3 separate regions of the Mus musculus genome follow, and regions 1 and 3 are each linked to region 2. A link is a contact called in public Micro-C and promoter capture Hi-C data. All regions are on one chromosome and are shown on one strand. The core of a region is the stretch at or near the end of the contact, and the rest is flanking DNA. Distances in the headings are between cores, read along the strand shown.

Region 1 (4,927 bases), core at 1,315-3,814, 600 kb after region 2:
TCACTGTGGGCATGAGCTTTGAGACCCTCCTCCTAGCTGCCAGAGTCAGTCTCCTCCAGCCTTCAGATGAAGATGTAGAACTCTCAGTTCCTCCTGCACCAGGCCTGCCTGGATGCTGCCATGCTCCTGCCTTGGCGATGATGGACTGAACCTCTGAACCTGTAAGCCAGCCCCAATTAAATGTTGTCCTTGTAAGAGTCGCCTTGATCGTGGTGTCTGTTCACAGTAATGGAACTCTAATTAAGACTGAAGTTGGGGGGCTGGTGAGATGGCTCAGTGGGTAAGAGTACTGACTGCTCTTCCAAAGGTCCTGAGTTCAAATTCCAGCAACCACTTGGTGGCTCACAACCATCCACAATGAGATCCAATGCCCTCTTCTGGTGTGTCTGAAGACAGCTACAGTGTACTTACATATAATAAGTAAATAAATCTTTTTAAAAAATAAATAAATAAAAAGGCTGAAGTTGGTACCAGGAGTGGGGTATTGCTGTCATAGGCCTGACCATGCTTTTGTTTGAAAGAATATGGGTTTTGGGACTTTGGGTTTGGAACGCCATGGAATGCTTTAAGTGGAGCTTAATGGGCCAGCCTAGACAGAATTAACAATTAAGTCTCATAGAAACCCCAATTTAGACATGATCCTGTGATTCAGTCTTATGAAGAGCATTTTGAGCAAGCATAGCAAGCTTAAAAAGAAAAAACGAGTGTGCTTCAAGTAATGAAGGGGCCCCAGGAAATGAAAAGGAGCTGAATCCTACGTTCAAGGAGACAAACGGATTAAGGGAGTGGTGATCTCAGGGCAAGATCCCACCCAGCTAAGCTTATTGTTTGCAGCTAAACCGTGGATAGTTATATTATTATGATGTGATTATTGGTTTCACTTGGAGATAAGGAGATATGACTGTGTGTCAAACTGTCACAGGATGACACAAGCTTTTAGATCTAGGTGAAGGAAAGCTTAGGTCCAGGCATGGTGGACCATGACTTTGATCCCAGCATTCAGGAGATAGAGCCATGCAAATCTCTTGAGCTCAAGAGAGTGAGTTTACAGAGCAAGTTCCAGGACAGCCAAGCATATTGAAACCACCACTAGAAACCATTTATATTAGAGGAAAACTTCTATGTTCTCTGAAAAGGTTTGAAGGGCTTGGCGAGAAACATCTGATTCATCTTAACCTGCCCCTGGTGAGATGATCCACCCGGTCCATGGCTTGAGCTATTGCTTGCTTTGTGTATGGACCTGAAGAAAATTCTCCCACGTCTTGGGCTTGACTTTCTTTGTGTGTGAGGCTCATGGGGGGGGGGGGGGGGGCTGGAGGCTCGGTAAGTTTATGCAACCAGAGCTCCGGATGTAGTAAGTCCTCAATTATATTTGTCAAGTCCTTATTTCTCATTCTGTGGCATCCTGGAGACACTAAGCACACCTCACTGGAGAGAGTGGGGGAGGAGAGAGTGGGGGGGGGTATCGTGACAGAGACACCACTGCCACACACAAGAGGGGTTCTGGTATACACACACACACACACCAGAAGAGGTCATCAGATCTCATTACAGATGGTTGTGAGCCACCATGTGGTTGCTGGGATTTGAACTCAAGACCTCTGGAAGAGCACTCAGTTCTCTTAACCGCTGAACTGTATGGATTCCTCTTCCCCAAGCATTCCCCAGCCTCCTCCTTTCCCTTCTTGCTCAGAAAGAAAACTCAGCAAGATGCCCCTTGTTCCACAAGACAGCCCCGGTCACTGGTATCTCCCCTGCATCGACTCCACGTCCCTCTAGAACCTTCCAACCCTCTATCACTTGCTCAGATGGTTTACTGTCTACCATCTGAGTGCTGCGGCAATGTGTCCATCTCCTTTGCTTCAAACTCCCAACCCTGGGACTGAGAGATCCTGGCTGAACCCTGGTTCCCAGTATAGGGGGAGCAGCAAGTGAAGAAGAGGCAGGCTTCTTCCAGATGGGGAGTCAGTGTATCTGATTAGTCTGAAAAGGGAGAAAGGGAGAAGAGAGGAGGAGGAGTAAAAAGAGGAGGAAGAGGGGGAGGGGGAAGGGAAGGGGAGGAGGGGACGGAGGAAGGGGGTATATGAAACAGCAGCAGCTACCCCGTATGAAAGCTGGCCCTTTTTTTGTTTTGTTTTGTTTTGTTTTGTTTTTTTTGTCTTGTCTATGATGAGAATTACACATCAAATATCTCGCTTGATCATCAGCTCATTCTAGAACTTATACCCACTTTATACAGGATGAGTCTAGTTTTATTGTGGCGGCAGGGCCTGGCTATGTCGCCCAGGTTGAGTCCCCTGCCTCAGTCTCCCCACTGAGGAGTCGATAGGAGTGTGCCCCGTGCCTGGCTTTGCCTCGTTTCTAAATACGCGTGGATGGACACACGGGATGTGGAGCACGGTTCCGCATCTTAGGTCACCCTAGGCAACTTGGCAAGGCCTGTCGCTAACGCCTGGAGGAGGCTGGATGCGGATGCTCTGCTGTATGCTGTCCAGGAGGCGGCGCTGAGCTTTCGTGGGTGGGGTGGGCGGGATGTCAGGTTCTGACGTCTACATCCTGGGCTGTCATTCATCCCCTGCCGGTCCCGCCCCCTCGCGGCTGCAGCAGGGCGCGGAGCGGGGACGCGTCCGGGAACCGGGCACCGACCAGCTTGAGCCATGGCTTCGGTCCCTGCGGGTAAGCACGGGCGGGCAGCGGGAGGGCGGCCAGGCCCCGCGGCCTCGGTGCCGCTCACCGCGCTTCCCTGCTTGTCCCGCAGAGGCCGAGACCCGCCAGAGGCTGCTGCGCACTGTGAAGAAGGAGGTAGGGGCGGCCACCCCAGGGTGACAGGGCCACCGCGGGCTTCTGGCTGGCGGTGGCTGTGCATGGCTAACTAGGGCGGGGGCTGGGGAGGGGTCGCTGGAAAACGGGTGTTTCAGTGCGTGGGGCCCTCTGGGTGTAGGATCGGAAGGTGTCCAGGTGGGACCTCGCGGAGGGGCAGGTTCTCATTGCTGGGGGTAGAGTAGGGTGATGCGGGGCTCCTCATTAGAGATGCGGAATATCCCCGAGGAAGATCAGGTTTTGGGAGGGGACAGGTTCAATTTTGGAACATGAAGCTATCCCCCAACCCATGTCAGATACTCAGTCCTTGGAGCCACCTCTAGGTGCCAGGGACTTTGTGCAGGAGAGCCTGTGACCTGGGCCAGGGTCACAGAGCAGGTGCCCTCCACTGATACATGGGATCAGACAGGAGTGGCTGCCTGCCTCCCCCGGGATGAAGGAAGCAGCTGAGATCCTAGCCTTACCTCGGCGTTCACAGCCAGTGACCTCCCAGGGCCGTGGGAATTGGGAGAGTTTAGAAGGCTGAGGCGACGTTTAGATGTCTGTGGGCCTGTGGTGTAGATGTATGTTGCCCAGGACATGTGCATATATGTATGTGCACCTGCCTGGAAATACCTAAGGATGATCTATATATTGTGTCTGCTTGTGCGAGTCTACGAATGTGTATTTGTGTGAATGGGTAAGATTGAGTATGTATGTGGTGTGGCATTGCCCTCCCATTTTGGCTCCGCCCTATCCTTCAGTCACCCCCACCCCCCATTCCCGTCCCTGCTGCCTTGTCTTCATCCTGGGGTTCTTATCCCAAGTCCTTGCTTGGCTGTGAATCTGTGAGCCAGGCTGGAGTCTGTCCCTTGCTTCCTGAGCATGGAGGTGTGTGTATACCTGTGGGGTGTGTGTGCGTGTGTGCGCGCGCGCGTGTGTGTGTTAGGGGTGTCACTCAGGAGGGCCTCCCTTCCTGGTGGCAGCCACCTGGGCAGTTGGAGGCCCGGACCTGTCCCCGGTTCCTTCCTCCTCTTGGGGATCGTGGGTGTGTGCCTGTGTTTGTGTCTCTGTGTGTAGCACATTCCTTTTAAAGAACTAGCTCCGTGGATTGCTGCAGATTCTAGAATTTTCCTTCGAGGTGATATGTAAGATGGATAGAAGGGGGTCCCTCAGAAAGGCCTAGAAGTCTTTACCTCCATCTTTGTAAAGACCTGTTTGAAGATACTATCCAGACCCCAACCCTGAAACCTCACACCCCTGCCCTTCGGGGAAGGGTCTCAGCCCTTAGGTTTAAAGCTGGAAGGCCGTGGTTTTTTACCCAGCCCTGGCTGTAATGCTTGCTCCTCATGCCTGGAGCTGACCCCCACTTTACTAGGGAAATGGTTGACCAAATAGGATGTACAATGAAAGACAGGGTCAGCAGGCCCTGGGGAACCTAGGAGACATCCGTGTATAGCTGTGCCACATGGCCCCTCAGAGTTCATCTTTCCTACGTCCTCTCTTTGTAAGATCACCGCTTTCCCATCTGCAGAGTGACGCATGTGGCCCCATGGCCCACACACATGTCCCTTACTGTTCCTCCCCAGTCTAGCTTGGGTTCCTGGAAATGCTGTGGGGACATTGCTCTCCACCCTGTGTCCACAAGTCTGCTGGATTCCCTGCTTCTGTGGTCCCACTAAGTTTGGAGTGAGCCATCTTCTTGGCTCAAGCCGGAGTAGAGTGGCCAGGCAAGGACAGTTTCTTGCTGCTTTGTCCGATTACTAAAAGCTCCAAAGCTGGGAGCAGAAGTCGGGATTCCCAGTCACAAACTGCTCACAGATTCTAAATCTTGCATTTACGGAGGTCGGTCACCCAGAGGATCTGAGCTTCTTTGGGTTTTTTTTGTGCTCCGTGTACTGCAGACATAGTAACCCTATGAAGATGGTTGATACAGAACTGGGGCTTACAGTAGGGGAGTGGCTTCTAACAGCACCCAGCCAAGAAGGGCCAGAGGTAGTGTAATCACTCCCAGGTCATCCAAGCTCCTGGGGTACAGGGGTAACGTGATTCCCATCACCCTACTGGGAATAGGGTGCCCAGAAGCAGGAAGCCATGTTTGAAGTGTACAGACCCAGTGCAGAACATG
Region 2 (4,932 bases), core at 1,236-3,735:
TCAGTCTCAATAGAATAGGGTGGAAATTGACAGAGCAGGGTGCCTGATGTCCTCATTTGATTTCAGCATGCATACACCCACTTCACACATAGTTGCATGTACACTACACACACACACACACCTCTATAAGACAAGAGAAACTGATTTGTCTAATATCTGTAACACAAGGACTTAAGTTCATTCTTAATTAAACGAGCCTGTCAGAATCCAAAGTCCATGGTTTTTCTCTTCCGTCCCCTGCCCCTGAGGCCGTCCGGGTAATCACTAACCAGCTAAGAGAGCAGGCTGTGCTGTCAGACAGATGAGGATTCTACCTGGTCCATGCAGGGTAATTTTTGGCAAGTCAATGCCTCCAAGTCTCCATGTCTTCATCTTTATTGCTGGATTTTGGGAAGTCTTTCTATGGCCACTGGGTTGCTGAAAGAATTTCTGACAATTCTGCAGCATCAGCTGGATGGCTTCTGTTTCCAAAGGCGTGGCTCGTGTTCTCTGTATTTCTCAGTTCTCTCTCAAGCAGTCTGTGCTCTCTGGACTCCCCGACACACTCAGCCCCCACTGTCTGTCCCCTTGTTTAATTAAGTATAATGATCATAACAAAAGCAACTGGTTTTTCTACATCACCATATGCCTGGTGACTGCAACAGGAGCATTACCGCCTCTACCTCATTTAAGTGGAGTGGCAAATCTTGCCGGGTACGAAGTACTGAGTCCCTCCAGTTAGCATAAGCTGCTTAGAGGCAAAACACAACCCACTCTCCATACAGTTGAGTCGCTGCCTTGACAGCAATAGGTGCCGTGTGTGTGTGTGTGTGTGTGTGTGTGTGTGTGTGTGTGTGTGTGTGAGAGAGAGAGAGAGAGAGAGAGAAGCCAGAAACTGAGCTCTGCCTGGGAGGGGCTGCTATTGTAGTCACAGATAAAGAAACCTAGCTCCCGCTGGAGAGGTGTTCTGCAATCAAGAGCACTTCCTGCTTTTTCAGAGGACTCCTGGTTCCCGGAACCACAGTAGTCCTCTGACAGCCTGCGGACACTCCAGATTCAGGCTAGCTCAGTCTGGTCTGACCTATGAGGGCACTGCATGCAGGTGGTGTAATTACATACACAGAGGCATACACGTAAAATAAACACACCAATCTTTAAAAATTGAGCTTTGCAGAGAGTAAAAACTTGCTGAGCAAGCTGCTTCATTCTGGTAGACCTAGATTTACACAACACATAATTTACACACACACACACACACACACACACACACACACACACTTTGCCTAATTTTATTTTATTTACTTATTTAGAGACAGAGTTTCTTTACATATCCCTGGATGTCCTGGAACTCAGTATGTAGACCAGGCTGGCCTGGAACTACTGACGGAGATCCACCTGCCTCAGCCTCCTCAGTGTTGGGACTAAAGGCGTGTGCCTTCTGTTTTGAGGTGGCAGTTTATCTTAATTCCTGCAACAAGAATTCAGGGGTTCTACCACTGAATGCCGACCACAGATTCCTGGACATCTCTGAGGCTAAAACAAAGTGAAAATTCATCCCTCTGCGAATTGTAAAGATGCCTTGCTTTGGGAAATAAATGGCCCAACCCCTCAGCTGGCCCAGATCTCTGGACGCAGTTTCCTTAGATCTTGGTATTTCAAAGCTTGATATTTCTGAAGGGGCTTTGGCTAATAGTGGGATAACCTTACACTCAAGATTAGGAAACTGAAATCCAAAGAGGTGAGTGAAATGGTCCCTGGGTCACTTCATTTGAGAGTAACAGGGCTAGGACACATATCCACGTGCTCATATGGAGGGACTTTAGCCAGGGAGTCTTCATTGCTTCTCCTTAGCTCTCTCTCATAGGTGTGGTCCAGCCCAAGGGTTGCCACCCTGCCCTGGAGAGTAGTGGGAGAGAGCGTGGGTGAGAGGGTTGAACCAGCCCTGATGGAGGTGGGGCTAAGAACTTGGGGCGGGGCTTACGGTTTAAGTACGCTCAGGGCTGTGGGCGGGGCTTGAGGTACAGCAAATAGGATGATCATAGGTTCCCCGGGTCTTCAGGAAATCCGAGCGGGGATTTGCGGCGCTCAACTGGGGGAAGCTAGGTTTTGGGGGCGGGGGGAAACCAAGCCCTGCTCACGGACTCGGTGGGCAGTTAGATGCGCTCAAACGACCATCCTCATAGAGAGGCTCTGCAGGGCCGTGGGTGGAGCTTAAGAACGCCCGCTCTGGTTCTAAAGACCTGGGTGGGGCTGGAAGGAGCCCGTGGGCGTGGCCACCCGGCCATTCAAGTGCCCCGGAAAGCGGGCGTGGGCTCCGAGTCTCCTTGCACCTCCCCGCGCCACCACAGGGGGCGCTCTAAGGAGAGCCGGGCATCTAACCGGGACCTTCCGGAAGTGGGCGTGGTGAAGCGTGGTTCGGCGGCGCTGGTTGGGCGCGGCCCCGGCGCGGGGGCGGGGCCCGCGCGCGCGAAGGCCTGGGCAGCGGCGGCCGCGCCCCTCCCCCGCGCGGCGCTCAGTGCCAGGCGGGAGGCGGCAGCGGTTGGAGGCTTCGCGGGGCTTTGCAGCAGGGACTTCGGCGGCGCCTCAGGCACCCGGGCTCTGGTAAGCAGCGCGCGCTCAGGACGGGGCAGCTCCGGAGCGAGCCCGGGGCGGGCGGGCCGGCCTCCGGGACCCCGCGTGTGAAGCTCTCGGCTGACAGGAGCCGGCGGCGCCGAGTGGTGCGGGGCGCACGCGCATGCCCCGGGCGCTGCGGCTGGGGAATGGCCGTCTGCGGGCAGCCGTGGGCCCGGCAGCCGTGAGGCGGTGTCTGAGCGCTGCGAAGAGCCTGCGGCCGAGCGCTCACGTGGGGCTGGGTCCGCGGGGGACCCCCGGTGTGCGGGGCGCGCCCGGGCGGGGCTCCGCCTGGCTCGCAGTGCATGGCCTCCTGGACCCTGAAGACCTGGGGCGGGGGCGGGCTGCAGTGGCGTGGCCTGGAGGAGGAACCCTGTCCCGGGTGCGGAACCTAGTGACCCGCGGGGCAGGTGGGGCTCAGCCGCGCCGAGATGGCTAGGATGACATCAGAGGTGGAGGGTGGGGACGCCCAGCCCAGCTCTGCCGCCGGTCCCCCGGCGGGCGTACGCACAGCAGCCCTATCTATCTCCAGTGATGTGAATGAGCTGGGGGGAAGTAGCCGGCTGCAGGGCTTTCGGAGAAGAAAGGGGCTTCCTCCCGGAGGGAGGTGCCGGCCCCGACGTCCTTTTTTGGGAGTGTTCAAAGGGTTTTTTTTTGCAGGCTGGAAAAGGAAATGCAGGCTTTCTCTCCGTCGTGGTTTAGAATCACATCCTATATTTGGCCTTCATGTAGGCTGCCCTTGTTTTGTGGTGTCAGAACGGCTTGCTCTACACATTTCGGTCGTGGGATTCAGAGTGAGAAGCAAATTGCAAGTTGTTCGTCTCTCCCGGAATTGCTTCCTGTAAGCATTTGAAAGAGAATTGACCGCAGAGCGTGCTTATTCGCAGGGCCACAATATGTTTAGTTTTGGAAATGGTTGGCACGAAATAATTGTACTCCCATCCCGTGGCCTTCCCTACCGGGATTATATTCTAAAACAGTACTTGCGAGGCTCTTAGTCACCCTATATAATAAAGCGTCTTATTGTCCTTGTCTGGCAGCACCCTGACACCAGGGCCTGCTAGTAGAGGGAAGAACATGATGAAGTACAAGTAGTTGCTTCCTGCCTCCTTCTCGGGTGTGAAGGCAAATGGTAGTTCATATTCCTGTCTGTCCGCAGCTTCAGAGCAGCTGAACACAGTGCTTGGTTCTGGACATGTTAGAGAACACTGACCTAGGGAGACTTGGGGAGTGTGTGTCACACGCAGTGATGTTTGGATAGCCAGCCTGACATTAAACATCGAATCTAGGCGGCGGTTACATATTGTACTGGCTGGTTTTCTGTCTAGCTTGACACAAGCCAGAGTCATCAGAGAGGAGGAAGCCTCAGTTGAGAAAAAGTGAGACTGAGGTTATAGAAAAGCCTGTGGGGCCTTTTCTTAATTGGTGATTCATGGTGGGAGGGCTGAGCCCATTGTGGGCGGGGCCACCCCTGGGCTTGCAGTCCTGCGTTCTATAAGAAAACAGGCTGACCAAGCCATGGGGAGCAAGACAGTAAGCAGCACCCCTCCATCAGCCTCTGCATCAGCCTCCTGCCTCCAAGTTCCCGCCCGCTAGAGTTCCTGTCCTGACTTCCTTTGATGATGAACTGTGATGTGGAAGTGTGAGCTGAATTAACCCTTTCCTCCCCAAGCTGTTTTGGTCCTGGTGTCTCATCACAGCAATAGTAACTAGAACTGAAACATATATAAACAGGAAAAAAAATGTGGTAGAGCAGAATTGCTTTATATCATAGCTCTACAAGTGCTCTGTCTTTTGGTAGTTGACAGTCACACACACAGACACATACTTTTTTAAGAAATCAGAACATGTTTTCTCTGTGTGTGTGTGTTTGTGTGCGTGCGTGCGCATGTGCGCGAGCGCATGTGTATTTTACTTGTGGACAGTACATTAAAGCCTGATGAATTTACAAGGTTTTTAAAAATTATTATTTTAAGGTGTGTGTGTGTGTGTGTGTGTGTGTGTGTGTTGGTGTTGTTGGTGGTTATGTGCATATATGTGCACCCTTGCTGGCCAGCGACATGAGATTCCCTGGAGCTGGAGTAGCAGAGGGTTGTGAGCCACCTGCCCAGGTGGAGTACTGACCGTGGGTTTTCTTGAAGTGCAGCAAGTGCTTCTAACTTAATCTTAGTCACATCTTTCCAGTCTCTTAAGTGTCATGAATTTATTTAACATAAATATCCTGGAGAAATGTCACTGCAGAAGCATTAGAGTTTTCATGGTTATTTGTTATTCCGACCAGATCACGCTAATCAGTATTTGTGTCTGTGTATAAATTAGGATTAGATTCCGGATTGCTAAATA
Region 3 (4,651 bases), core at 1,489-3,988, 540 kb before region 2:
GGCACCTTACACTCCTGCCAGGAGACAGATGGACTATGTGCAAACTGAGAACCAAAATACATTCTGAACTTGCCTCTATCATAGCAACGAGAAGGGCAACTGATAAAACAGCTTAATATTTTTACACCTGAATAATCTGCCCAAAACAGTCCACAGAGACTCAGGGCACAGGTCTGGTCTACACGGTTAAAATGAACTAGCTAGGTTGGTGTGGTGGTGCATGCCTTTAATCCCAGCACTTGAGAGAAAAGAGGCAGGCAGATCTCTGTGAGGCCTGGTATCACAAACAAAATTAAATCATGTAGTAAATGAATGAAGCCGATTTTCGGGGGTCCAAGGAGAACATCGTTCTTCAGGCTTCACGGGCAGCCTGAAGTAACCACCCTGTCACACACACCCCCAACTTTCTTCAGGGGCCAGCCTCTTGCTACACCCGGCTCCCCACTCTTTGTACTCACCAAGAAAGCTCGTGTCCAGTCGCTGAAGCATGCCCACATCCCACACCTGCTTAATACCGATGTTGGGTAAATTGACGCTCACTTTCCCATTGCTCTGCGGTCGCAGCAGGAGGAAAGTTCTCAAGTTCAAGGCCGCTGCCAGAGCGACCTGTAGAATAAAGGGCAAAAGCAGTAAGCCTGAGGGTGAGCGGCTTGGGGACCAGCGACCGTATGCTCTGAAGGTGGAGACAGGATTTACTGGCCTTCACTCCTTCCCTATCCCAACTCTTAGAGTGTAAGATAATGAGAAGCGCTGTCTCGGAAAAAAAAAAAAAAGCCTCAGCTTTACCTGTAAAATAGAAGATTACACATCGTAGCCGTGGGTTAGATCTGAGGGTTAAATGAGATAATGCGTGTGCACAACACTTCTACCAGACCATCTTTCCAATTCCTCAACACTGGAATGTCCAAAGCCCAGCCCTTCAATCCCTTTCCCCTCCAACACTCACTTCCTGGGTGATTCCAACCCAACCTGTAGGTTTTATCAACCATCCTCAGCTATTGTACTTAGTGGGGCCAGCTTAAGGTTCGTCCGGCTGGAGATACTCATCCAGTGAACACCCTAGGCCTTTCTTTTACCGTCTTCCAATCCAGGGTCTGAGAGACATGGTACCCCATCGTTCAAGTCCCTGGGAACTTTTTTTGGTTTGTTTGTTTTTTCGAGACAGGGTTTCTCTGTGTAGCCCTGGCTGTTCTGGAACTCACTCTGTAGACCAGGCTGGTCTCAAATTCAGAACTGGGATTAAAGGCATGCGCCACCACTGCCCAGCTCCCTGGGGACTTTTTACCTTGCCATGGACCACAGCGTGTTCTCCATGGAGGATGACCTTCCCCGGGGCGGACACCAGCAGGGCTTCTGACAACATGGCTTCTGAGACTTCTGCAAGGAAAGAGAGAGAGAGAGAGAGAGAGAGAGAGAGAGAGAGAGAGAGAGAGAGAAACAAAGTTCCCTAGATGTTAGTTACAAACACCAGGAAGGCTGGGCTTGGAGGTGAACATCTTTCATCCCAGCACTGTGGAGGCAGAGGCAGGTGGATCTCTGGGTGTACGAGGCAAGCCTGGTCTACAGAGTGAATTCCAGGACAGCCAGGAGCATGTAGAGAAACTCCATCCAGAACTACCATCCAGAGCTATGTTCCAGGATGACAGTGCAGTGAGCCAGTCAGGTGGACAATGGGAAAAAAAAAATCTGGGTTCAGACCACAGCTCTTCCGTCCCCAGAATGTCTTATGCCATGAATCTGTTTCCCATATATCAGATAATAGAGGCAATACTGGAGGCTGACTCAAAGGACTACCAGCAGCAAGGCCTGTCTGTCTGGCAAAGTGGCCTCTTGACTATACTGAGCTACTCGGCACTGACAGGTTCTCAGCTCCAGAGTTTATTACCACTGCTGTTGCCAGTAGAAACTGACATGAGCTCAGGCATGGACTGCTTGCCTACTCTGAGGACGGCCATGTGTTTGATGCGTGTGGGAACGCGAGGTTTAGATAAAATCTTGCAGGAGAAAGAATCCTTCCCGGACCTCAAGACCACAACCAACCTGTCACAATCACAAACGCGGCTGCCGGGACTCACCTGTTAACGCCCTGTGTTGCACGTTCAAACAAGAACTTCTGCAAGGCAAGAGTCATGTCACAGAGTGGTTTTGCTGGATTTATGGGTGCATGCATTTTTACGTTGTTATAAATAATGCAAAAATCACCCGGGTTCAAGGCTTCACTGGCCACCCCACTGCACACTAAGTAGCCCAGTCTACGGGACCCTAGTCTAGGGGAAACTGTCCGATCTGAGGTCGCCGAGCGCTCAGATCGAGGACACGAAGGCAGAGAACCGCGGCGCCCGGCCCGGGGTGTCCGGGACCCGGTCCTCACGCCGCCCATCCCGCAGCCCAGGCTTCTCACCTGCCCCGGCCAGCGCCCAAGTGAGCTGAAACCCGGGCCGCAGCTCCCGGTCTTCTCCATATCAGATGGGAGAGTTCCAAGGAGGCGGGTGTGTCTTCCTGAGGCCAATCAGAGAGCTGGAGCTAAGGGCTCCTTTACAGATTGGGTCAAACATTAACCAATGGGAACTTCAAGCAAGCCGAAATTGCCTCGCCTCTTTCTACAAGTAATCCAATGGGAATCAAGAGCTGGGGAGTGCCCCGCCCTGGTGCGAGTGCCCCAGGCCAATAGGAAACAGCGATTGAGAGGTGGCGCGGCCGGCTGCGGGGCGGAGTCATCCCCGGGCCTGGACGGGTGCCTAGCCGGGTCAGTCTTGGATGCGTTACCGTGCGCATGGCTGTGTGGCTCTTTGGGGGTCGCCTCGGCCTGCGCGGGCGTCTCAGCGCCTGCAGACTGCTGTGTCCCCGTTTCCAGAGCCGTGGCCCTCAGGGCGGGGAAGACGGGGACAGGTGAGTTTCAGGCCTGGAGAGTAACTCAACACGGAGGAGGAACGGTTGTTTCCGTGGGTACATCACACCGATGACGTGCTCTATGTGGCCTGACGTCACTGGGCTCGTCATGGCGTCAGAGGCCAGGATTTCCTCCCCAAGTTCTAACGGAGTCTAGCTGTGGTCAGTCAGGGCAGGGGCATGCTCTTGTGGGTTTTGTCCGGCCTCCCCAAGCAGTTTGTTTGGATTAGGATTAAGACACCAGGAAGACATGGTAACACTTAGAAACTTGCATAGGGACTTGCAGACTACCATGACCTCATGATCAGCGTTCCCTGTCCAGTCCTCTGACTTTGAAATAATTTTGTGAATTCACATTTTAATTTTAAGTTATGCACTGCTAGTTGAAAATGGCAGAGTCGGGGTTCATTCGCAGTCCTCAAAAAAAAAAAAATTAAGTTAAAATAGCATTTTTGAAATTCCATTTTGACAGTGTATTTTTTTTTTTCCTTGACACTGAAAAATCTTAGAAAAGTGCAAGTGGCCTAGTTTTCTTTCCCCCAGAAGTGCTAACTTCTGTGTTGGGGTTAGAAGAGACAAGAGTTTGGGGAGGGTAATGGACCAGGTCAGGCTTACAGTAGAAGGGTTTTGGGCATGAATCCCAGCCCAGTCTCTTCCTGGAGATCTAGGAAGTTGAATCTTTGTGGGCTCCAGTTTCCTCAACGGAGAAGCGTATGGCTAACTTTGGGAGTGTGGGAGAAGCTGAAGGGCAGTTCCAGGAGCTAGCGGCTTTAGCCCACTGTGGAGCTAGGGCTACATGGAGTGACCAGTTAGTCCTTCCTGCCAGTATTTGCCAAGAATCTTTATTGAGCAGTATGCTACAGCAGCTGCTGTACAGGTAGAGACAGGGACAGGAAGCTGTCAGGAAGGGGCAGCGGGGAAATGGCTGACGGGAGATTGCCATCCCAGAGGCAGAGAAGTGCTGCCCCTGAGGTTGCAGACTGAAAGCTGGGCGTCACTCCCCGAGGCGCAGCCGTTCCCACTTACCACGCCTTTGTGTCTGTTTCTCATCAGGCTGCAGCCGTCCTCGACGGCAGCCAAGATCCCCAAGATTTACACCAAGACGGGAGACAAAGGTAGGCCACGCTGTAGCCATGTGACGGGTCTGAATATACATCATAAGTGTGAAGCCACAAGAAAGGTGCACTGTTCAAGTGTTCAAAACAAGTTGTAGCGCTGCTACAATGGCTCAGACTGCTCTTCTAGAGGTCCTGAGTTCAATTTCCAGCAATCACGTGGTGGCTCACAACCATCTGTAATGGACTCTGATGCCCTCTTCTGGTGTGTCTGAAGAGAGCACCAGTGTACTCATATACATAAAATAAATAAATCTAAAAGCAAAAAGCGGGGCTGGTGAGATGGCTCAGTGGTTAAGAGCGCTGACTGCTCTTCTGAAGGTCAGAACCACATGGTGGCTCACAACCATCCGTAATGAAATCTGACGCCCTCTTCTGGGGTGTCTGAGGACAGCTACAGTGTACTCACATATAATAAATAAATAAATAAATAAATAAATAAATCTTAAAAAAAAAAAAAAAAGCCAAGTTGTAAGGAAGCCAAGTATAGTGCACACCTGCAATCCCAGTACTTAGGAGCTGAGGTTGGAGAGTCACAAGTTCAAGACCAGCTAGGTTGATGTACCAAACTCCAAGGCAGCCTGCTCTACATAGTAAAACCCTGTCTTTTTTTTTTTTTTTTTTTAATTTTCGAGAGAGGGTTTCTC

The links. Promoter capture Hi-C pulls out the DNA fragments that hold promoters and counts their contacts. A called contact is a pair of places that touch in the nucleus more often than the background predicts.
Region 1: a contact with region 2 is called in a promoter capture Hi-C map of pre-B cells, with 2.8 times the contacts expected there. The contact joins the promoter of Sgsm1 here to the promoter of Coro1c in region 2. A contact is called at or near these places in 7 of 39 promoter capture datasets (cranial neural crest, hippocampal neurons, liver and 3 more).
Region 3: a contact with region 2 is called in a Micro-C map of embryonic stem cells, with 6 times the contacts expected there. The contact joins the promoter of Mmab here to the promoter of Coro1c in region 2. A contact is called at or near these places in 1 of 39 promoter capture datasets (pre-B cells), 1 of 484 Hi-C or Micro-C datasets (embryonic stem cells), 1 of 115 datasets of contacts at active chromatin or transcription factors (pancreatic cancer cells) and 1 of 9 other capture datasets (liver).

What each region holds. Positions count from the first base shown.
Region 1 is chr5:113,308,423-113,313,349 of GRCm38.p6, reverse strand. Sgsm1 (small G protein signaling modulator 1) reads left to right here and starts at 2,564. Exons shown (of 25, transcript NM_172718.3): 1 at 2,564-2,676; 2 at 2,759-2,802. The coding sequence starts at 2,658.
Region 2 is chr5:113,906,259-113,911,190 of GRCm38.p6, reverse strand. It overlaps Coro1c (coronin, actin binding protein 1C), which reads left to right and starts at 2,485. Exons shown (of 11, transcript NM_011779.3): 1 at 2,485-2,580.
Region 3 is chr5:114,442,114-114,446,764 of GRCm38.p6, reverse strand. Mmab (methylmalonic aciduria (cobalamin deficiency) cblB type homolog (human)) reads left to right here and starts at 2,738. Exons shown (of 9, transcript NM_029956.4): 1 at 2,738-2,889; 2 at 3,943-4,004. The coding sequence starts at 2,774. Mvk (mevalonate kinase) reads right to left here and starts at 2,496. Exons shown (of 11, transcript NM_023556.3): 1 at 2,402-2,496; 2 at 1,286-1,377; 3 at 459-606. The coding sequence starts at 1,363.